Linked DNA regions of Zea mays: all the other regions are linked to region 3. A link is a contact called in public Hi-C data. All regions are on one chromosome and are shown on one strand. Each heading gives the region's core, a stretch centred on a gene start, on an enhancer-like site or on the middle of the called end of the contact. The rest is flanking DNA. Distances are from core to core; before and after follow the strand shown. Region 1 holds the start of LOC100304322. Region 2 overlaps LOC103634617 (vacuolar-sorting receptor 1). Region 3 holds the start of LOC100279825 (DNA-directed RNA polymerase I subunit 1).

Region 1 (3,957 bases), core at 91-2,590, 340 kb after region 3:
CCACTTTAATCCCTCTTTATCTAAATAAGGCCAGCGGTGTACGCCGGTACGTGTTCATCGTGCAAACCCGTGCATGCACAGTTCTTTCAACTTTTAAAAGAGACTAGTTCCCGTGACTAATGTGGAGTGGAGTGGAGTATAGTAAAATCTGGGAGTGCGCTTGCAAATAGCATGGTCTGCACTGCACCAGTCATTCAAAGCCAAAGCCAAAGCCAAAGCTTTGTGGTCACGCTAACCACTTTGTTCTGCCTCGTTCCAGAAATAACAGGGACGGGCATTCCGTTCTATTGGTTTATTCGGTGCGCTTTATCTGGTGTCAAAAAAGTTTGGTGCTTGGAAAATGAAAACCAAACTTTTTGTTCACAAATGAAAAAAAAACCGCAGAATTTGATGTTCAGTTCGGTGTTTGGTATTTTTACAATCATCAAACAACTAGCAGTTTGAAACTGCAAACGTAAAATCACATAAAGAACATACTGATAATTCATCAACTAGTACTTAATAAAATTGCATAAACAAATTAGTGTTGAATAAGAGCAACTAACACATACTAGTTCTTAAAAATTATAATGATATGAGTCTAAGGTTTAAGACGTTGTTTTGCTACGTTTCGGTATTTTGGTATTTTTGGTGTCTAAATATTGAAAACCATACCAAATACCAAATAGAGCTAAAATCCATACCGCACCAAATACAAAAACCGAATAAACCGTAAATTTTGGTGTATGGTGTTTGGTTCGGTATGGTTTTTGGTGTTTGGTGTTTTTTGCCCACCCCAAAATATATTGAATCGTCAATTATTATAGTATTATTACAAACCCTTTTGTGTTTCAAGTAAATGGACTGTCATAAGAGACACTTTAAAAATTCTAGGTAGTTTTAGCATCGTCGTAAATTAATCGGTTCTGTATTCGTAGAAAAAAATAGTCGCCTCTATTGTCCTGATCCTGCGGCCATGGAAGAAGGAAGACTCGCAAACCCGACGCAGCGCATGGGCGCGCAGGCGCACCTGCCTCAAAAGCACCGACGAGTCTAGCCGCGCCGGTCGCCCGGTCCTACTTCTACTCGCTGACTCGCCCGGCCCGGACCGGTCCCGTGCGCTCTGCGGCCTCGAACCACGCGGCCCCACGCGAGTTTCGAGGAGGAACCCAACGCACGGCACGGGGCACTCCCTCGGCCCCGGTCCATGCACACGGCCCAATGGCCCATCCCGGAGCCACCAACCATCCCTCGCGGCCCATCCCATCCCATCCCATCCCTCGGTCGTGCGGTGAACCTGTTCGTCACCGTCCGATCAGCTCTGGCCCTACCCTGGAACATCTTTATTTTTTGTTTCTCCCTTCCACTCCTCGCTCTTTCTCCCTCGCAGCGGTCCAGCCTCAGCCCACTCTCCGTTGCTCCCTGCCTCCCTCGGTCCCTCCCGGCTCCCACTCTCGCCCCTCCTCCCCTCTCCCTGCCTGCATTCTTCAATGAAGTTTTCCGGCGAGTCGGCACCGGCGGCAGCGACGTAGACGGGTGCATCCTGGCTCGGCAGGTACTCACCCACATCTGCTACCACAAGGTTGTTCCTGGAGCCCATATCTAGAGCTCAGTACACTCACATTTGTATCTTCAGTACTACGCAGGAAGGAAGAGAGAGAACCATTTGAAGCTTCGAGGTCGTCACGCACAGATTTAAGTGAGCCCAAACCCGCGGAGTCTCATCCGTTCATCCCACCGGTTCGTTCGTCTTCCTGCATCAGCCCTGAGCGTTTAATTGCGCCGCCGCCTCCTTGTCCTTCGCCCAAGTCTCGCCGAGCAATGCGGCCTCTCGCGCTGCTCGTTCTCGCCCACCTCGCCGCCCTCGCGGCGGCGGCGGAGGCCAAGGGCGGCGTGGCGGGGGCGGGGCTGGGCGACGACGTGCTGGGGCTGATCGTGTTCAAGGCCGACGTGTCGGACCCCGACGGCCGCCTCGCGACGTGGAGCGAGGACGACGAGCGGCCCTGCGCCTGGGACGGCGTCACCTGCGACGCGCGCACCGGCCGCGTCTCCGCGCTCTCCCTCGCCGGCTTCGGCCTCTCCGGCAAGCTCGGCCGGGGCCTCCTCCGCCTCGAGGCGCTCCAGTCGCTCTCCCTCGCCCGCAACAACCTCTCCGGCGACGTCCCCGCCGACCTCGCCCGCCTCCCGGCGCTCCAGACGCTGGACCTCAGCGCCAACGCATTCGCCGGCGCCGTCCCGGAGGGGCTCTTCGGCCGGTGCCGCTCCCTCCGCGACGTCTCGCTCGCCAACAACGCCTTCTCCGGCGGCATCCCGCGGGACGTCGCCGCGTGCGCCACGCTCGCGTCGCTCAACCTCTCCTCCAACCGCCTGGACGGCGCGCTGCCCAGCGACATTTGGTCCCTCAACGCGCTGCGCACGCTGGACATCTCGGGCAATGCCGTCACCGGCGACCTCCCGATCGGTGTCAGCAGGATGTTTAACCTTCGGGAGCTTAATCTGCGAGGCAACCGTCTCACTGGTAGCCTCCCGGACGACATTGGGGACTGCCCGCTGCTCAGGTCAGTGGATCTTGGGTCCAACTCGCTGTCCGGCAACTTACCTGAGTCCCTGAGGAGGCTCTCCACCTGCACATACCTTGATTTGAGCTCAAATGAGTTCACTGGGAGTGTCCCGACATGGTTTGGAGAAATGACAAGCCTGGAAATGCTGGATTTGTCGGGGAACAGGTTGTCTGGCGAGATCCCTGGGTCTATTGGTGAGTTGATGTCACTGAGGGAGCTGAGGTTGTCAGGGAATGGGTTCACCGGAGCCTTACCTGAATCAATTGGTGGATGCAAGAGCCTGATGCATGTTGATGTCAGCTGGAATTCTCTTACGGGTGCACTGCCTACCTGGGTTCTCAGTTCCAGTGTGCAATGGGTGTCGGTGTCGCAGAACACATTGAGCGGGGACCTAAAAGTGCCTGCAAATGCTTCTTCAGTGCTTCAAGGAGTGGACTTGTCAAACAATGCCTTCTCTGGAGTTATACCATCGGAAATCTCGAAGCTGCAGAACTTGCAGTCATTGAACATGTCATGGAACTCAATGTATGGAAGTATTCCGGCCAGCATTTTGGAGATGAAGTCACTGGAGGTTCTTGATTTTACTGCCAACCGGCTAAATGGGTGCATTCCAGCTTCAAAAGGAGGGGAGTCATTGAAGGAGTTGAGGCTGGGGAAGAACTTCCTGACTGGCAACATCCCAGCTCAGATTGGCAATTGCTCTGCCCTCGCATCACTGTAAGTTTAAGCACTTCTTTCTGATCCAATCCAGTGGATGGATAAATGTTTGGAGCTTTACATGCTAAACCCCCACATTCTCTGGTATATGCTCACTTGGTTACTATCTCTTGCAGGGATCTTTCTCATAACAGTTTAACAGGAGTGATTCCGGAAGCACTATCTAACCTTACCAATCTCGAGATTGTGGATCTTTCTCAGAACAAGCTTACTGGTGTTCTACCAAAGCAGCTTTCTAATCTCCCCCACCTCTTGCAATTCAATGTTTCACATAACCAGCTCTCTGGGGATCTCCCTCCCGGTAGCTTCTTTGACACCATCCCCCTATCTTGTGTGTCGGATAATCCTGGCCTTTGTGGCGCGAAGCTCAATTCATCTTGTCCTGGTGTGCTACCAAAACCAATCGTGCTGAACCCAAACACTTCTTCCGATCCAATATCACCAACCGAGCTTGTGCCTGATGGTGGTCGCCATCATAAGAAAACCATACTCAGCATCTCGGCCCTTGTTGCAATTGGTGCTGCTGTTCTAATTGCTGTTGGTGTCATTACCATCACTGTTCTTAACCTTCGAGTGCGTGCCCCTGGATCTCATTCTGGTGCTGTCCTGGAACTCTCAGATGGATATCTCAGCCAGTCGCCAACAACCGACATGAACGCAGGGAAGCTTGTCATGTTTGGAGGAGGAAATCCGGAGTTCA
Region 2 (4,182 bases), core at 9-2,508, 290 kb after region 3:
TTCTGATCTATTTTAATCTATTTATTATTTGCAGACATTGATGAATGCAAAGAGAAACTTTACTGTCAGTGCAAGGGTTGCAGCTGCAAGAATACATGGGGAAGCTACGAGTGCAGCTGTGGTGATGACAATATGCTATACATGAGGGAGCATGACACTTGCATCAGTGAGTAGCTGGACCTGCATTTTTACATAGACATCTAATTTTGTCTCTTCGTTTTTTCCTTGCAAGAATCTTTTTCAGATGAGAAGTACGGAATTCTATCTTTTATTTGAGATGGTTGATCTTATTCCTTTTAAAAGATGGAAAAAAAGAAACTGATTTTAATCATCTTTAACTTTGTGAATAACACAATTATGCTCGAGTTGCTTAATAAACTGATTATTTCAAAAGAAAATTGTTTGATGTTCCACAGACTTAAATATGTAATACCCGGAGCTACTTATTCCATGAACTGTAAACCTATTTTCGTCTACAGAAGTTTCATTGCAGTTCTATGTTAATACTAGTGACACGACAAGAATAGTAGTTTTTATCAATGTGTCATAGATTCTTGCCTGTTAGACTTTGTTTTTTTTTGTTTTAAATTATACCCTCTATCTTTTAGGATTGCTTAAATCAAATGGCATATAATCATCACAGTTTTTCATCGATGTGATTTTTGGGCCTATCTAAGCAGATGCCCTGTCAGTAATTATCAGTTCTTTGTTCTTTCCCCGTAGTGCTGGACTTCACTTTTCTTTACTGTCTGAACTCAAACGAAAGCAGTAGATGACACACTTGTATATAGATAAGCCTATGGAAATTCTAAGATATTTTTGCACAAGTAAATCATTTAATCTTTTATTGTACTAGTCTCATATACCATTTCTAAATGCTGTGCAGGCAAAGAGGGAACTGCCACTACTGTTGGCTGGAGCTTCCTCTGGGTTATTTTCTTTGGACTTGTTTTTGCTGGGGTTGGAGCATACGCCGTGTACAAATACAGGCTGAGGGTAAAAAAAACACTTCCCGCTTACTCTGTTTCCTCTCTCCCCTTCGATCTTTATTTGCAAGTGGTCGCATGCAGGACTTGATTTGCTAGTTGCTACTGTAATAATATGATGCATTTGTTACTGAAATCTTCGCCATCATTCCACCAGAGCTACATGGATTCGGAGATCCGTGCCATCATGGCTCAGTACATGCCTCTGGATAACCAAGAAGGAGCAAACCAGCATCAGGTCGTGCACGCCAATGATATCTGAAGCGGCACGCCTTCTCTGGAGCAGCATGGAGGCATTTCACTTGTGCTGCTGCATCATTGGGCATGGGGTTTTGCAAATAGGTCAAACTAGGCTCAAAGATACACGGGTTGGTGCGAGGAGATCAAGATCATCAACTGTACCATGTGTTAAGAGAGATACGTTGTGCACTTCTTGTTACGCACGGCACTTGGATAGCATAGGGGGATGAAGATGATACCACCATTAGTAGACCTTCGTTTCCTTCAGCTTCTCTTAGAACTTACGGGTTCTTGCTGCCTCTTCGCATACATGTGAATACTGTAAATACCGTTGCCTGAATAAAAGCTTCAGCCTGCAAGGCTACAAGCAATATACCAATGTTCTGACTCTGAAGCACTGGTTTTACATGTCTCTACGTGTATATGTGTATGTGATACATGACAGATTACTTTCGCTGCTTCTGTCCGACGCTATCAATCAGAATTATTTGTGTAATTACGGTAAACATGGTTTCTGTGTGGACTGCAAACATGGCACCTGTGTGAGATTCTCCCTGCTCTCCGCGTGAGAAGACATGAAAAGGAGGACATCTGGTCTGCTGCATGCTGAACCATCGCGATGCAAGGAAGGATTGCAGCATACCGTAGGTGCTCCAAAAGGAGAGAGAACCAACAAAAGACGGGCGAGCGGCGCGCGTGTTGCAGCCATTTTTTTCATAAAAAAGCACAGGCAGCATGATACCGGGTGTGCAGTCGTTTCCTTCTTTCGAGGTAGGCTGTGCTCGATCGATTTCTTCTGGGCTTTTGATGCTGCTGCGGCTGCCTCTTTCTTTGAGATGCTCGCAGCTGCTACTGCCTACTGTTGGTCCGTGTGGAATTTAGATCGGGAGCAGCTCAACACTCTACCACTCTGCAAGTGAGATCTGGCTTTTCTTTACAGGGACATTGGTGAATGGTGTGGCTTTCGAGAGCGCGTGCCCGTGGTCGATCGTCCGACCGCAGAAATGTATCCAAGTCCAAAGGGCATGCAACAGATCTACTGTCTATGAAAAGAATCATGCAAAAAGGATAGATTAACACGACATATTTGCGATGCCATGATGCTCACCCACACCGACACGAATAGTCCATTAAAAAACATTTACACTCAACTAACATATCTATCATACTCAATCAAAATAACATATAATAAAAGATCATAAATCATCGTTGCCACTAGACATATCAATAATATTATATAATCCACGAGTTTAAACTTTACAAAACTCACCCAACCAAAATCATCCTCATACTTATAACCTTTAATAAATCCATCAAACAAATTATACTCGGACTTAACACATCATCAAAACCAACTGTTTAACTCATTTCTTACTCAAATCTAATGTACAATATTATTTGGATCATGCCTCATCCCTCCCAGTCCCCTGCCCCCTCCCCCTTGAGAGCACCTAGAGGGGGGGGGGGTGAATAGGTGATCCTGTAAAAACTTCAAACTTAAGCCACAAAAACTTGTTAAGTGTTAGCACGATTATTGCCAAGTGGCTAAGGTGAAGTCTCAACAATCTCAACAAAACACAGTACCACAAGAGAATCAAACACAGAGTGACACAGTGGTTTTATCCCGTGGTTCGGCCAAGACCAACGCTTGCCTACTCCACGTTGTGGCGTCCCAACGGACGAGGGTTGCAATCAACCCCTCTCAAGCGGTCCAAAGACCCACTTGAATACCACGGTGTTTTGTTTTCCTTTCACTATCCCGTTTGCAAGGAATCTCCACAAATTGGAGTCTCTTGCCCTTACAAGTATATGATCACAAATGAAACACAGAGTAAGGGAGGGAAGCAACACACACAAATCCACAGCAAAAGCGCACACACACGGCCAAGAATCGAGCTCACAAGACTATCTCAGAGTTCTCACTTAGAACGGAGCTCGAATCACTTAGAAACACAAACGAATGCGCAGAGACTTAGTGTGGATGATCAAGAATGCTCAAAGGTTGCTTGTGTGTCTCCTCCATGCGCCTAGGGGCTCCTTTTATAGCCCCAAGGCAGCTAGGAGCCGTTGAGAGTAAATCCGGAAGGCCATCCTTGCCTTCTGTCGTCGGGGGCACCGGACAGTCCGGTGCACACCGGACACTGTCCGGTGCCCGATTTGTTTCCTTAAACGGCGAAGACGACCGTTGCAGACCGTTGGCAGATCTGGCGCTGTTGGCGCACCGGACATGTCCGGTGCACACCGGACAGTCCGGTGCCGTCTTCCGACCGTTGGCTCGGCCACGTGTCCCGCGCGGATTGCGCGGCCGACCGTTGGCCCTGGCCGACCGTTGGCTCACCGGACAGTCCGGTGCACACCGGACAGTCCGGTGAATTTTAGCCGTACGCCGCCGGCCAATTTCCCGAGAGCGGCCAGTTCGAGTCGCGCCAGCCTGGCGCACCGGACACTGTCCGGTGCACACCGGACAGTCCGGTGCTCCAGACCGAGCTGGGTCTTGGCAGCACACAGCCAAGTCCCTTCTCCTTTTCTCTATTCTTCTTCTTTCTGTTTCTAACACTTAGACAAATATATTAGTACTTAAAACCAATGTACTAAGGCTTAGAAACATACCTTTACTTCATGATTTTCACCTTGTTCATCCATGTACATAAATTCACATTTAGGCCCTTGTGTTTGCACTCAATCACCAAAATACTTAGAAATGGCCCAAGGGCACATTTCCCTTTCAATCTCCCCCTTTTTGGTGATTTATGCCAACACAATATAAAGCAACTAGAACAAGTGCAAAATCACTTTAAATAAAAACTCAAATTGGTTTTATTCAATTTTGGCATATATGGATCATCCTTTGCCACCACTTGGTTTGTTTTTGCAAATCAAACTCAAATCTCTATCTCTAAGTCAAACACACATATTGAAGCATAAAGAGAGTCATTTCAAAAGAATTTGACCACGG
Region 3 (4,209 bases), core at 1,019-3,518:
AACATCAGTCACTAACTCACTAACTAAATTATATATAGCAATATAGCATATAGGAGGCAATACCAATTACCAAACATAGCAAATATGGATACTGGAACTATCACAGACTCACATTTCAGAATTCAGATTCACAACATGAACTGAACATCAGTCACTACTCACTAACTCACTAGTTCATATGATGCAGAGTTGCAGACTTACTAGTTACTATATAAATGCCAAGTAGGCAAGTACAAACTTACTATTGACCTAAAGTAACAGATCATCATCCAATTGAAAAGCAGTAGCACTAGTGGCCCTTATTTAGCTAAAACCCTAAGGTATTACACTAATGGGCCTTATTACCAGCCATCCAGTCCACATCCAAAACAGGCCAAAACCAACTAATCGTCCCCACCCAAACTGGACGACTAATCGTGTTCAATCGACGACTAATCGGACGATTAGTCGACCTGATCGAGTCGGACTCCCTAGTCGCATCACCACAAACGACTAGCCCGACTAATCGCGAATAATCACGATTAGTCGGACGACTTGATATCAACGGACAGAACAAACACTTAAGTGTTAAGAATAGATCTTTTGTTGCTCGTTGAAGTTTCTACAGTTTATTTAAGCAAACTGCAATGTGAATGTAACACAGGGTAAGACGACAAGATCACTACAAGCCTACACATCATATACAGTGGAGAACATATGGGTCTATCTGCATAACGGCTGACTGAAATTTGGTTTGCCCAATCCAACTCTAATGGTCCAGATCATGTGCCTTCTTTTCCTCTTCTTATCTGCTCACCATTCAACACAACACTGGTGCACCACATGCAGACGCTCCACGCCTACTATCGCTCCACTACCTCCCACCAGGCTCCAGCGCCTTCCTCCTCCGTGCATGCTTCCTATGTCCTCTCCGACTGCTCAGAAATGTTCTTCAAGTCCAGTGACCCAAACCTCCCCGTCGTCCACCTGCCACCTCCATGCCCACCGGCCAGCCTCTACAATTTTGGCAGGCGGCACCTCAAATCTTCCTACCCACCACTCACTGCCAGAACACCTTCCCGGATCTCCTTCTACAGCTGCCAGAACAGGTAAATAGACTATGTCCAGACTCTCTATCCTATTCCTTATCTCATTTCTATTTCAAACTCCACTCTGTAAACAGTGCAATCTACAGTACAAAACAATACTTTGCACGACCGTTTACACGGTCTGCTGGAGATGGCCTTAACCCCAAATCCCCAACCCAGTCTCAATTTCTAGTATATTTTTTGGTAAAATTTTGGTAACTTGTTGATATAAGATTTCAGTCACCTGGTGTGGAGTATAACTTCAGAGCAATGCATCACGTAAAGTTTATTTGTCAATTGTCAAGTTACATATGAATTAACAACCTGACAGTTAATAGGTGTTTGTATTGCCGAGCACGTTCATTTGACAAAGTTTTCTACCTGCTACTGCTCACTAAATTATAGAGCTAGTGTCAAGTGGATCATGGACGAAAACTTACTCAGCTAAACAGAAGACAACAACATACTAGGAGAACAATCAGGAGGTTATCAAAAACACGAGGTTCACAGCTGGGGGAACCAGACACCAACCTGAATATGCTGCCCGTCAGCCATTATAGACTCCGCACGAGCGGTCTCCCTCCTCGCCGGATTCTCGTGGTCACGAGTAGGGCAAATCTATTGAATACGGACGTCGGAGCGAATGGCCGAGACGATAGCGCGGCGAGCCCAGAGCCAGGACGAGACGTGGCTGCCTGCGACCCGGGAGTCCGAACGCTGGGGGCAGTAGCGGCTCCAGATAATTCCGAAGCCCCGGGCCAAACAAAAGGAAGGACGTTGTCTGCCACTGCTCCTCCCTGTCCCTGGCAGAATCGCCACTGTTCCTCCTTGTTCCTGGCAGAGCCGCAGAGTTGCAGTGGCCGCTGCCCGCTGGGGTGGGCCGGTGGCCGGTGGGGGGCGCCACCAAAGCCCGAAGGCCGGATGCCCAGACGCCGGCGGAGCCGCGGAGCGACGAAGGGAGAGCAGGACTGGGCGAGGGCGCGAGAGCGCGAGACGGCGCGCAGTGAGCGGCGAGCAACGCCGGAGGCCGCTGGCAGCTTGGGGCTGGGCCTTGGCGGGGCGCGGACCAGAGCCGCGGGCGAAGCTGCGAGGCGGCGGCCCGACGAGATGACGACGGCGAGCTCGAGCGCCCTGGCGGCGCGAGCGTGGACAGAAGGATGGAGCCGTGCGTGTGGCGTGGAGAGGGAAGATGCCAGGCTGGGAGTGTGAGAGCGTATTAAAGAAATATGACCTATTGGGCTAATGGGCTTAATGTACTTAGATGGGCCAATCCGCCGGGGGAGGGAGCAGTGTTGTTTCATGCGGGACAGCGGGAGATCGCCGAAAGAGACAGCGGACGTGGGCCGAGGGTTTACGGTTAATGAACTTATGGCTCAATGGGGGGCCGAGGGTTTATAGTTATAGCTTAATGGCTTTAAGATAAGAGTTATTTTACTTATACGAAATGATTTTTCTACAATAATACTCAAAACTAGAGCATGAGGCGTCCTTACAGGCGCCCCATTGTAGAACATACAGTTAGATATGACAATTGGCATGAAATATCCGTGTGTTTGCGGATAATAAACCTAATGGATGCGGATACGGGTAATTTTATATCCGCGGATAGGGATAAGGATATAATAATAGACCTAGAGGATATTTTTTTAGTGGCAAGAAAAAATAGTATCCACACCTGCATATTCGATAAACCCGCTCCATGAATCTGATATGTGGACCTATCTTAGAAAATATATGAAAATAGGGGTTCACTCCCTCCCACCCAGCTCCCAGCCTCTCACCCATCCGCACACTTGCACTCATCACCCATCCGCACACTTGCACTCATCAGGACTCAGGATTCCCATCCAGCTCCCAACCTCCCACCCAGCCGCACTTGTCGTTATTAGGACTCCCACCCAACCATCCTTGCTCCCCTCCCGCAAGGCCTACGGTGTGACTCTCGGTGGCCTGCGACTCCTAATGGCGGGCACATGGTGAGCTCGTGGGTTCCAGATCCAATAGTAAGCCGGCACCCTTGGGCCATTTCTAAGTTGTTTTGGTGATTAGCTAACCAACACACCACTATGGACTAACATTCTTCATATGAGCATGAGTTAGATCAAGCAATTGAAGATGTGAAGTCCATGTTTCTTGTGCCTTTGTTTGGCTACTAACTTCTTTGTGCAAGTAAAGTGGCATTTGGACTTAGTTTGAGCATATTGCAAACCATTATGAAATGAAGTGTTAAAGGTATTATTCTAGCTCTTAGTCAATTGTTTTGTTGCTAACTATATTTGTTTAAGTGCTAGGAATCATCACAAAAAGAGTCAAAAGAAGTGAAGAAGTTTGGCTCAAAGAACCAAAGTTGTGGAAAACTGGGCATCACAGACAGTCCGGTGTGCATCAGACATGTCTGGTGCTGGCCTGGTCAGCTCGCCCAACTGGCTGCTCTTGGGTTTTTGCTCGGGCATGCTGGCTAAAATTCACCGGACAATCTGATGTGCACCGGACATGTCTAGTGGGTCAGGCAGCCAACGGCTCTTCGCCCGCGCCAACGATCGACACCGTAATAGTCGTCGGCCACGTTAGTACGACAACGGTCGAGAGAGTCACCGGACAGTCTGGTGCCGACCTGAAAAGGAAGGTAACCAATTAGATGATCATGTTACTGTTGCAGGCTAGAGTGCCTGATGTGCACCGGATTGTCCGGTGCACCCACGAACATGTAACACCCCGTCCACTCTCGGACCGACAGTACTTACTCCTGACAGCTCTCTTGGATCATATATGGTCCCTACAGACCAACACGGGCCTTTTATGTGCACTTTGTCCTCACTCATGCGCACCCGAGAAAACTTTCGGGTCAGTCACCCATCCCAAATTGCTCCAAGCCAAGCACACTTAAATTGGAGGTTTTTTCGAGATAGGCTTCCCAAAAAGAAGATGTACCTTGTTGATATGAGTACTCTATTAATTCTATTAAGCCTTGGACCAAGATATCACAGAACAGAAGGAAATCTAGAGTTTCCAAAGGAAGGAGCAATGACTCCTTGGCCCCTTGGGGCTATAAAAGAGACCCCTATGCGCCTATACCAATACACCAAGCATTCTAATAGCACACTATAACTCCAAGACTCCACGACCACGCCTTCAAAGGGTT

Evidence for each region. Hi-C and Micro-C count contacts between places; a contact is called where the count stands out from the background.
Region 1: a Hi-C map of tassel shows a contact between it and region 3, with 3 times the contacts expected there. The contact joins the promoter of LOC100304322 here to the promoter of LOC100279825 in region 3. A contact is called at or near these places in 2 of 25 Hi-C or Micro-C datasets (ear and tassel).
Region 2: a contact with region 3 is called in a Hi-C map of tassel, with 7 times the contacts expected there. The contact joins the enhancer-like site here to the promoter of LOC100279825 in region 3. A contact is called at or near these places in 15 of 25 Hi-C or Micro-C datasets (bundle sheath, ear, endosperm and 5 more).

Annotation. Positions count from the first base shown.
Region 1 is chr1:56,187,656-56,191,612 of Zm-B73-REFERENCE-NAM-5.0, forward strand. It overlaps LOC100304322, which reads left to right and starts at 1,341. Exons shown (of 3, transcript NM_001361410.1): 1 at 1,341-1,534; 2 at 1,616-3,257; 3 at 3,374-3,957. The coding sequence starts at 1,801.
Region 2 is chr1:56,144,238-56,148,419 of Zm-B73-REFERENCE-NAM-5.0, forward strand. It overlaps LOC103634617 (vacuolar-sorting receptor 1), which reads left to right. Exons shown (of 12, transcript XM_020546368.3): 10 at 35-166; 11 at 887-996; 12 at 1,144-1,638. The coding sequence ends at 1,248. Among protein-coding and RNA genes, the nearest start is that of LOC103634617, 19 kb to the left of the region's middle. Within about 2 kb of position 1,259, at least 11 of the 20 cell types and tissues checked have an H3K27ac peak or open chromatin away from gene starts, as enhancers often do. A contact at or near this core is called in ear, endosperm, seedling and 1 more, where this site is marked.
Region 3 is chr1:55,848,505-55,852,713 of Zm-B73-REFERENCE-NAM-5.0, forward strand. It overlaps LOC100279825 (DNA-directed RNA polymerase I subunit 1), which reads right to left and starts at 2,269. Exons shown (of 21, transcript XM_008657145.3): 1 at 1,599-2,269. The coding sequence starts at 1,622.